Regions from separate parts of the Hordeum vulgare genome. Here region 2 is linked to region 1. A link is a contact called in public Hi-C data. All regions are on one chromosome and are shown on one strand. Each heading gives the region's core, a stretch centred on a gene start, on an enhancer-like site or on the middle of the called end of the contact. The rest is flanking DNA. Distances are from core to core; before and after follow the strand shown.

Region 1 (5,589 bases), core at 2,397-4,896:
AAAACCAATCTTGGCCCTCTCCGGCACCATGCCGGAGAGGGTCACCATCTTCGGAGACCATGGATGAGGAAGATGAAGAGGCCATCATCACCATGGAGTCCAAGGACCAGAGGGAGAATCTCTCCCCACCTTGGGGGAGGCTATGGAGGAGGAGGCACAAGGGGGCGACCCTCTCCCCATCTCTCCCTGTGGTGTCGGAGTGCCACCGGGGGAACCATCGCCGCGATGATCGTCTTCATCAACATCACCTTATTCATCAGCATCCTCATCTTCTTTTAGCTGTCCACTCTCCCCCACCCTGCTGTAATCCCCTAATTGAACATGGTGCTCTATGCCACATATTATGATCCAATGATGTGTTGTCATCCTATGATGTTTTGAGTAGACTCCCTTTGTCTTATGGGTTGATTGATGATCTAGATTGGTTTGAGCTGCATGCTTTATTATTGGTGTTGTCCTATGGTGCTCTCCGTGTCGCGCAAGCGTGAGGGATTCCCGTTGTAGGGTGTTGCAATACGTTCATGATTCGCTTATAGTGGGTTGCTTGAGTGACAAAAGCATAAACCCGAGTAGGTGGGTTGTTGTGTATGGGATAAAGGGGACTTGATGCTTTAATGATGTGGTTGGGTTTTACCTTAATGATCTTTAGTAGTTACGAATGCTTGCTAGAGTTCCAATCATAAGTGCATATGATCCAAGTAGAGAAAGTATGTAAGCTTATGCCTCTCCCTCATATAAAATTGCAATAATGATTACCTATCTTGTTAACAATTGCCTAGGACAAATTCGCACACCGACCCATCATTATTCCACAGTCGCTATTTGTAATATATTGTAATATATCCTAACTTTATGATAACAACACCTATATTTATATTTTAGTTCTTTGATGTCATGCAAATCTATTCTCTTCATACCCACAACATAGTTTTATTTCTGTTCCTAGTTGGAAGCAAACGTTCAGCGTATGTAGAGTTGTATCAGTGGCAGATAGGACTTGAGAGAATATTTCTCTTACCTTTAGCTCCTTGTGGGTTCGACACTCCATACTTATCACTTCCATCTTTCGAAATTGCTACGATGATTCCTTGCACTTGGGGATTATCAGTCAGTTGTGATGCGACAAGAAGCCGAAGGACTTCGGAAGTCCATGCAGAATTCAGATGCATACTTTCTCGCGTAACAACAAGCGATGGAGGATTTTAGCGTCAAATAAGAGAAAGCTAATAAGCTTGTTAAGCTTCTTGCCATCACGGTGGATAATCAGTATAACATTTCTTGAGCTCTTTTGAAGTTCTTTGCATTATGGTTTTGTTTTGTTGTCGTGTTTATTTGCTTTGGTGGCCAAATTTGACACGTAGTGTATGTAACATGCTCCTTTGTTGTTGCCTATATTTTCACTAGTGGCGAACTTCGATGCCTAGTGAATGTAATGTGTGTAATAGCCGTAGTAGCCTAGCGTTAGTTACTTGCTTATTTATTTTCTTATAGTCTTGTTTATTTATTTTCTTACAGTCACTAAAGTTCGTTTTCGTTGGTTTGATAGTGACCGTAATAACCATTGGCCACATACGAACCATGGTAACCATGGGCCTCCTACCTCTCGAGTGACCATGGGCCTCGTACGTGTTGTAGGATCCATGGGCCACTCATGGGCCAAACCGGTTATTCATGGGCCAAAATCAGACCGTAAAATGAGTCGTAAATGGGACAAAATCGGAACCTTCCATATGTGGGCCAAAACTATAATGGATCATCAGCACGCGGGAAGACAACACATGTTTAATTCTATCCACAAGCATAATGGGTCCTTAATGGGCCATAATACATGATGGGATGAAAACGGTCCAATGATTTACCGGTCTACAAATGGACCAACTGTAAGCACGGGCTGAATTAGGCCCACCAAGAGAACATGTGAGTAACAGACCACAAGGAATCAAGGGCCAAAAATGAGCCCAAGAAATTTTGGGTCCTTAGAAGGCCGAAAGATAACAGAGTCTGAAAGCGGCCCAACTAGTATGTGGTGTTAATGGGTCCGAAGCAATTCACTATTCATTATGGGCCGGAATCTTTACGGGCCATTAAAGGGCCCAGAGATTGAAAGGCGTGACATGGGTCGACAGAGGTCACGGGCCATACATGGGTCGAAAGTGACAATTTGTTAGAATTATATTCGATGGTCCGTCATGTTATAGGATTTATTTTAGTTGTATATATAGATCGTATATTCGTAGGGAAATCAAAAACTGGGCAATATTTCTAGCAAAATCAAAATAAGAACCACAATATTGTATTTCCACAGAATAAAGCATCTCCAACGTCCTAATTAACTCCACGTTCATCAAGAGCTCGGTAACAATCTTGCATTTTCACAGTATGCATTGAGGTGCCCGAGGTACATTCCAGAACCTCCAATATATTTTCATAGTAGGGAGCGCATTCTCAGTAGGGCTCGAACCACCCATCACGCACGATCTGGCATGCATATATGCATGGGATGATCAACGGGAAACTAAATAAATATCACTTGAAGCTAATTCACACATGCATGATACTCCCTCTATTTTCAAATATAAGTTTTTTTTAAAGATTTCACTTTGAACTGAACAAAATAAGTGAATTTACATTCTAAATATGTCTATATATATTTGTATGTAGTTCATAGTAGAATTTATACAAAGACTTATACTCCCTCCGTCCGGAAATACTTGTCCTAGAAGTAGATGTACCTAGACTTATCTTAGTTATAGATACATCCATTTTATACATTTCTAGGACAAGTATTTCCGGACGGAGGGAGTAATATTTATGAACGAAAGGAGTATAAGACCTTTGGAGATTTTACTATGGAATATATACGGATGTATATAGATATATTTTAAAGTACACATTTATTCACTTTGCTCGGTATCTAGTTCATAGTGAAATCTATAAAAGGTTTTATATTTAGAAACGAAGGGAGTAGTTGGATGAACGGTTAGCTAAAATTGATGTTCACACCCGCAATCCGTTTGAGAAACCACGCATCTAAAAGGATCAGACGGTAGAAAATGTAGAGGTAACTACCACTGGTGGTAGGATATATATCGCGCGACGGTGTGTGTATACATAGTCGAAATGCCAGGATCCTATAATATGCCAAAGCGTGACGCGGATGGAGCGATGTGCCCCCTAAAGCTAACCATGCATCGCCATGTCGTGGTGTCGCCATCCTGCTGCACTAGCTACTTAAACTCAAACTCACGGCTGATTACAGGTCGAGAAGGACGCAGAGCACAATGCAGGTGGCCGGTAGACAATCCTGTCTAGTTACTCGTTGCCTCTGGCGCCAATTACTTCGTGCAGGGCGCAAGACGTACGTGAAGATATATTAGTGGCGGTGTTTGGCCGGTGGAGCTGAGCTAGACGATGGAATCCAACTATTTTTTGAAAACCAACGTATCATCCACCAGCCGGATGGGCGTCCCGATGGATCGATCGGTTGCCATGGTCCTGGCCTGGGCTACTAGATCGCGGATCGAACTAATTAAAACTCAGCAGCTAATGATCGAAATAACTTGTGGTTGGATGTATCATGGATGGGAAATTGCATGGAACGAGCAGATCTGGAACGGGACCGGTCGATGCTCGAGGACCCCGGCCCAGGCGGGAGATCGATAGCCGCTTTGGTCCCTCCATATCTCGCTCGCGTGACGCACCCACGTCCACACAACCAAGGTGCAGCGGTACGTGCATGTATATGCTGCTGCTGTTGCGACGATCTTGTCCAAGTTGCAGCAAGGGGTGCGGTGGGGTTGTTGGTAGATCATCGTCGATTCATTCGATCGGATCGCACGTCCACGGGTGCCGGTCGCTCGCGAGCTTGAGCCTGAGCGTGAGTGAGCTCCAACCCGCTTTCCCATGCATGCAGATGCAGGCATGGCATGCAGCTCTCTGGTTGCACTTGTCGACCTACGTACAGGGGCGTACACGTGCGTTGCGTGCGCATGCAACAACGTACTCCCTCCGTTTCAAAATAAGTATTTTAAGCTTAATATAAATTTATACTAGAGCTAATACAAAGTTAAGACAGTTATTTTGAGACAGAGGGAGTAATTACTTCCGGAAAGGAAGGGAGTCTTTCGGTTATTTCAGTTACACAATGTGTCTAGCTAGCAAAACGTGATTCTAAATATGTTTTGCTCCGAAACTAATTAAGATCACTCTGCACCATGCAAGTTTACTCAAAATACGAAAATAGCATCCAACTGTTGCAGAAATGAGTAGATAATATCTTGTATTTCAAGGTCAACCAACGGCAAACTAGACATTATCAATCGTTGTATAGTAGCGTTATTGATACGGAAACACCAGGGTTTGAACAGAACATGTGTTGCATTTGTACTTCCGGGCCTTTTCGATCATTGGATAACACGAAGTACTACATGTAAACCTGAATACTAGCAGTGAAACAATACTTCTTTCCAGTCGACATCAACAGTTTTGCGTCTTGACCCGTACGTCAACAACAACAACCAGATCAAGTCCCTTTCAACCAAAATAAAAAAGAAATACTAGTAGTAGATGCAGTACCGTAAAAACTCCACAGGCAGGAGAGAAATTAAAATTCTATAAAAAAGCATTAGAGTTGGACATACGAATAGGTTCGCGTGCAATCACTGCCACACGTGTGTGCCTGGTGGTGGGTTGTGCATCACCTCAGTTGAAGGAAGGAAAAAAAAAACAAGCGCCACTATGAAACGTACCTGTCGTTTCACTCAACGTCGCACGTCATGTACGTACCCATCAACATATTTATTCTGTGCATGACAACTCCGCATTCTCCCTCGTCACCATCTCGTCACCACGCTCGTCATGCATGCAAGTAGGACGTTTACACAGCAATACACCCAGTATTTTTCTAATCAATTTTACTAGTTGGATTCAGAATTCAAAGCGAATAGTGATACGACACGCTGAGACATTACATATGGATCATGATGACCATGGATGCGAAGTCACTAGTGGAGAAAGGGGTATTAGAACCGGTTGGTAAGGGCCTTTGAACCCGGATACACATCCGGTGCTACGTATCCGGGACTAAAGGCCCCCCCCCCCTTTAGCATCGGTGTCTTACAAACCGGTGATAAAGGCCTCCACGTGGGCGCCGAAGAGTGCGCGCAGGCGGAGGACCTTTAGGACCGGTTGGTAACACCAACCGGTCCTAATGCTTTTTTTTTCTTTTTTTTTTCCTTTTCTTTTCAGGGTTTCCGATTCCGTATTTCGGTGTTTCCGTGTTCCGTATTTTCAGGGTTTTCGTTTACGTGTTTCCGGTTCCGTATTTCCGTTTACGTCTTTCCGATTCCGTGTTTCCGATTCCGTGTGTCCGTGTTCCGTTTTTTACGAACACGTAATCGGAAACACGTATCCGGAAACACCGATTCCGTGTTTGCGGTTAAGTGTTTCTCCGATTCCGTATTTGCGGTTAAATGTTGATGCACCAAATAAAAGTACATATATACATGTAACACGAAGTACTGGACCGATTATCATTACATAATTTGAAGTTCGTTTCCTATAGCTGTATACTTGCATAGAGAAGGGAGC
Region 2 (6,304 bases), core at 1,084-3,583, 290 kb after region 1:
TTAAACTAGGGGCTAATGTTGCGGATATACGCCACAGGTTAACCCGTCCAGGGAATAACCCGCATAGGCCATAACATGGGCAGGAGGCCCTAGACGCCAAGGCCCAAGGGACGGCTTACTAAGAGGCCGGCTCGAAGCCCATCACATGCAGGCCGACTCACCAAGGGAAACGTGGAGATTCTCCCTTCACCCAAGTTAGTAGGAAGTAGAATAAGACACGTGTTGCAATACGACCCGGATTTTATTGTAACCTCATGACCTCTGTATGTATATATATAAAGAGGAGCCTCTGAGGTGGAAAGGACAAGTAAGAAAGACTCGAGAGATAGGTTAGCGCTTCTGCACCCTTGTAATCGAGTTGATCACCAATAAACACCAAAGCAAGACGTATGCTTTTACCTTCATCGAAGGAGCCAAACCTGGATAAACTTACGTCTCTCGATTCCGACTATCCATTCAAGTCATCAGCTAGTTACGATGGCCTTGTACATAAGTCCTTTCACTAGGACATGTGTCGGGACAAAACCACGACACCCTGTCTCCTGCCGCCGGAGCAGCAGCTGGAGGGAGAGGGGCCAACGCCCTGGCCGTTTAAGATCTGATGGAAGAAAATCCTCTATCTAGTTGCGTGGCTCCTGGCGCAGCTAGGGTACAAAACACGCTCACTTGTTGTTAGTTGTTACGGGCCGCATGAGAACATTTTTATTCTTTTTTCTAAAACAAACCACGGGACAACATTGATAGTCTCCTTTGATCTTCGCTAGAAGGGTTAGGGGGCGGTTTGCTGCGCCATTGAATTTGTTAAGATTCTTAAAAAAATTACTCACTTTATATTTTAAAATATATGGTGTATTTTTTTAAAAAGTCAAATCTCTTTAAGATTTATTAAATTTATAAAGAAATACATCAAAATTCATAATATCAAATGGGTATTAGTAGATTCATCATGAATTGAATTTTCACATTTTTCGTTATATTGTGGATGTCGATATTTTTGGCTTTGGACTTGGTCAAAATTAAAGAAACTTCCAAAAAATTAATAACCCTTATATTTTAAAACTAACAGAGTATTTAGTTTGACCGGTGAGGGAGACGATGGAGTGTGTTTTACGTTTATTTATAATGTAGGTATTTGGTAGGTTTTTTGCGGTGTGATTTTGTGTTATCCGCTAATGAAACCACATTTATGTAGGAACTTTTTTTATCGTTTGTTGCATGTTCTTCATTCCTGTTATAGTATCACATGATGACACTTTTTTATGGGTGATACAAGTCTACAAGGGGTTGATATGATTTTATGGCGAGTTATTGCTGATTGATTTAAAAATTATTGATCCGATCAAAATCGTAAACCCAATTCAAAACTGAATACCTCAATCGAATAAAAAACCTTTAAAATTCAAATGTATAGAGAATTAAAATAATTAAATATAAGAGTTTTTTGAAAAATTATTGATCAGATCAAAATTAGATGACCAATGTCTAAATGAAAGCCTCAATTAATTATAAAAATTAGAAAATTAAAAAACATAGTGTATTGCATAAAAAATTAAATGAAAGGGTTTGAAAAATTATTGAACTGGTCAAAATTAGGTGACTAAATTCTAATTGAAAACCTAAATTAATTGTGAGGCTTCCAATCCTAAAAAGACTAGTGGTATAGTATATATACTTGTTATTTATGCGTGCACGTACATACATATGCCGAGGTCGCTGTTTGACGTGACACGGATTTGCCTTCCCACCATCGAACTGCACGTCGGTTCAAGGTCTATTCCGGTGCTTCCAGAGGGCACAGTGACTGATCGAGACATATGGGCTCGATCGGCGTATGCCATGCACGGCGAGATCTGCTTCTGCTTGCAGGATAGGAAAATATGATTTTTTTTTCTCGTTTTTAATCATAGCTGTGCCATGCACTCCTAGATTTTCTACTCGGGCAAATTCGGGTAACCAAATGATCGTTCCGTCTGAAAATACCTTTGCACTACAACATTTTAAGTGTTCCGTGTCTTCGAGCAGCAGCTCGATGCAAACTTAAGTTCCAGACTAAGATGGCCGAAATCGTAAGGCTGGTATCTCCGACTAGATGGAGTGCATTACATGGAGGCCACAAGCAGACCAGGCGCGAAACCATCTACAGCTGGGGAATGCTCAGCCAAGTCAAGTCGGTACGACTGCCGGGGCGAAATCAACTACGTAGTGGTGTGCTCCAGAGGCCATGTGCACTTGGCCGGCACCAAGACGGGGGATTCTGCAGTCCTACAGCTCGCACTCGCACGCTTGGGGAGGGGGAGGACTGTAGCACTGTCCGAGAACGAGAAGCCGGCCGGACGGACGGACTCGTGTGATCCAACAGCAAGGGGACAAGAGTACCTGATGATTACCAATCCGCGCACGCACGCACGCACGCAGCTGCACTGTTTCGCGGAATGCTACCTCTGCGGTTTGACTTCTGGCAAGCTCGCGGGGACAGAGGATTCGATCGGGAGCAAGTAGCGATGGAGACTAGCATGCCGAATTTAAAACAACCAAGGTTGAATCGACTGACAGCTTTCTTCTCCCCATTCACTGTCTCGTTTCATCTCCCTGACTCACCGTGGAGATGGATCGATCGATGGATGTGACCTGACCTTGTTTTTTCTACATATCCTCTTCCGGACGGAGGTGATAGACGTTGCTCCATGCACTCCTTCAGCTGCGCTGCTGCCCCAGCCCATCATTTATGATCATAACCTGCCCCGAAAACCATGCCATGCCCCTGCCTCTACGTGCACAAACTCCTATCGTCTCCTCTGGCGTCTCCTCGGTAAAGACTCTGCTCTCTGATCTCCCCATTGTTACCTACACACTGAAATGAACAAAGTCGAAAACGCCGTATCAAAATGTATTCCTCCCCACATTTGCATCGGATACTTTAAAAGAAAATGCATTTGCGTCGGAGGCTGCACATTGAGGGAAGACAACTATAACTGAAAATTCCTTTCTGAGCACCAGCGTAGCTGGACCTGATATCTTAACCGCTCGTACACATAGGGTTCAGGTCAAAAACCTCGTCGAAACAAGGTTTCGTCCCGCTTTATATATAAAGCAAACACCGAATCAATTACACGGCGAAAGAGTGACCACCGTCGACATTGTGCCCGCGGGAGAACCAACCATGCGGACCGCCATCCGGAGCCGCCGCTCCGACATCCACGTCCAAGCCACCACCATCCGTCCACATTATGGAACACCAACCACGGAGGGAGGAAAGAAAGAGGCCTCCTTTCATTCCTTGCCCGGGGTTAGCCATGGGATCTGGCTTGATGACCCACAGTAGGGGGCGTCCACACCTGTGTCCCCCGCCAGTCCCGATGGACTCTGACCGGGGGATACAATCCCGTGGCTACCAACGGCCGCCGCCAAACCCACTCGCACGACGCCTCAACCATGGTCACCGACACCAATCTGCCTGACAAATAGCGGAGTCCCGAGCACAACCACCGACCATCGTGCCGGCGAGGAGAGCACGAGCACCACCTGCAAGCACATCCCGGGCCGAGCCCGACCTCTCCTGAAGCACATGCTTCAATCTGCCCCGGCCCAGACATGGCCCTCCCGAGCACAAACCCTAGATCCGCACCGGCCGCCAACACCGATCTAGAAGAAGGAGTTCGCTACGGCCACCCCACGGCACCTACAACACTGCAACGGCCACGCCGCTGCATCCCTGCGAAGCGTGCCCCACCTCTATGCCCCAACTGAGATCCAATGTCCCGGCCTAGCAGAGCCCCTGGACGCTGTCACCCCTCACCCCCCCCCCCGCGCCACCTCGGCCCGCGCAGCATGCCTGCTAGGATAGCCACCGTGGCCAGGCACGCACCACCCGCCTTGCCGTCCCCGGCCCGCGCCGTGAGCAGCCGCCATCGTGCAGATCTGGCGCCGCCACAGCATCCACCGCACGCCCTGCCACCAACTGCGCCGCCCGAAGTCTGGCAGGAGCACCAGAGCCCATAGCCCCAAGCACCACCGCGCCGCGACGCCTGGCACCCGCGCCTCGCCCAGGGTGGAGAGGCCACTCCTTGCCGACCCTGACCACCATCAGAATGCTAGGGCCCCAACGTCGCTGGCTCCGGTCTGGCTTTGCCCGGTCGAGCTCAGTGGCGGCGACGAGGGAGGAAGGAGAGGGTGGGGAGGGGGTTGGGTGGTGGAGCTTGGATCCTCCCGGTCGCCGCGCGGGGGCGACCCAGGAGGGAGAGGGGGTCAATTCCTCATTCTTCGGGTCATAAACTTGTGACGCATGGTGAGCTTTGGTACTACCAATTTCAAAGGGTTGTGTTTGCAGTAATTTTTAACATGGTCTCTCTTACCTTTCTTTTTGACATAAGAGATGAGAGTACTTTATAAATATAAGTAATTGATTTGATTAAGTAGGGGTCTCGTTAATTCTTCCTTTCTTAGGGCATCTTCGAAGTTACCCATAAGAGGGGGTGGTCTCACAATCGCGAGTGAGAGCCCCATCTAGCTAGCTCCACACCCAGCGCTGCCTACCACTCCCGCTGCGGTGGCCACCTAGCCCCAGCCGCTACCTACTCCGGGTAGAGGCTCCTCCTAGCAGAATGGGTCCGCCGCGCTGTCCGCGTTCCAACGTTGATGGCAGTCCCCATGCACCCCCTCTAACGTCCGCCGGTCCGTTCTCTGCGTTGGATCCTGAGCTGCGCCGCTCGAAATCCGGGCTAGATCAGGTTTCTCCGCCAAGCGTTTACCTCCGCGGCGTAGGATCCGACTGCGTCGCATCCCCTCCGCAGATCCTTCCCTGTCCTGGTCTCCATCTAGGGCAAAAACACTCTGACACGATTCATCTAGCCGCACCGCCTGCCCTGCGCCTTAAATCCATCGTTGTCACCCCATCCCCGTGCTGATCTTGCCGTTTCGGGCATGGATGGGCATTGGACCCAGGTCAATCACCAAAAATGCCGGTGCCCAACCTCCGGACCGTCTGACCCGAGCTCACACCTCTAGGAGCTCCCTTCTGCGCCGTGGAGTCTTCAATGCAGACCCTGCTCGTCATGGCTTCTTAAGTCACTTCTGCGACTGCTCCTTCAGATGTCTTAGCAAGTGCCACCGTCATGTCGACTGTATAGATCCAATCCACTGCATCATCTGCGAGCAACCGAGACACATTGGAAAGGAGTGCCCTCAAAATCAATGCAATAGGGGCAGGGGTGGCCTGGCCAAGAATCGTGTAGGTCTGGTTCCCCCGTGGCCTCGGTCCACTCCCACCTGATCTTCCCGGTGCCCTTGGCTTTTCCGTGAAGAGGAACGGGTTATCACAACACAAAGTGGGTAAGTATTTCTCTTACTTATGAAACCAAGGTTTATCGAACCAATAGGAATATCAACCACAACCGTCTTCAGCGGCTGCACACAAAAGAACAAATAGTTTGCGCTGAACGCGGGCAAGAGGGTTGTCAATCCCCTTGGTCTTGTTATTTGCAAGCGAATGAGGTGTGTAGATAATTAAGGTAATTGTAAAATGCAAAATAAAATAAAAGCACATAAATGGCAGCAAGGTATTGGAGGTTTTAGCAATATGTTGCGAATAAACCCAGGGGCCATAGCTTTCCCTAATGGCATCTCTCATAAAAATAGCACACGGTGGGTAAACAAATTACTGTTGGGAAATTGATATAAGAGTAGATAGTTATGCGATTTTCACGGCAATGATCATGTAAATATAGTCATCACGTCCATAAACAAATAGGACGACTATTGCCTGTATCTGTTACTATTAGTTCATTTCAAGAGCGCTTCTATGCTTGCCACTCTACGTATTAAGTTTGTGACAAACGAAGTAATGCTTGGAGTAAGATGACATGATGTAGACAAAGTAAACTCTACTAATAAGAATGAACATCACCCTTTTACCCTTAGTAGCATCAACACAAAGATGTAACTTGTCCCCTTCTGTCACTAGGATATAGAAACTTTTCAGGTTGAACCTACTACAATGCACCTCTCCCACCGAAGAAATATCAATCTAGTTAGCCAAACTATTTCAATAAATCAGAGAGAATTATGAAGCTGTCATAATCATGCACATAAGAATCATATTATATATCAGAGAAGACTCAAATATTTGTCATGAATAATCTGATCATAAACCCACAATTCATCGGATCCCAACAAACGCACCATACAAAAGAGTTACATCATATGGATCAAAGTGAAGATGCAATTATCATTGTATTTAAGATCAAAGAGAGAGGTATAGCCATCTAGGTACTACTATGGACCCATAGGTCTATGGTGAGCTACATGA

Evidence for each region. Hi-C and Micro-C count contacts between places; a contact is called where the count stands out from the background.
Region 2: a Hi-C map of leaf shows a contact between it and region 1, with 4 times the contacts expected there. The contact joins two enhancer-like sites. A contact is called at or near these places in 2 of 6 Hi-C or Micro-C datasets (leaf and seedling).

Annotation. Positions count from the first base shown.
Region 1 is chr2H:441,752,210-441,757,798 of MorexV3_pseudomolecules_assembly, forward strand. No RefSeq gene overlaps it. Among protein-coding and RNA genes, the nearest start is that of LOC123426573, 120 kb to the left of the region's middle. Within about 2 kb of position 3,647, at least 3 of the 3 cell types and tissues checked have open chromatin away from gene starts, as enhancers often do. A contact at or near this core is called in leaf, where this site is marked.
Region 2 is chr2H:442,042,443-442,048,746 of MorexV3_pseudomolecules_assembly, forward strand. No RefSeq gene overlaps it. Among protein-coding and RNA genes, the nearest start is that of LOC123428023, 230 kb to the right of the region's middle. Within about 2 kb of position 2,334, at least 2 of the 3 cell types and tissues checked have open chromatin away from gene starts, as enhancers often do. A contact at or near this core is called in leaf, where this site is marked.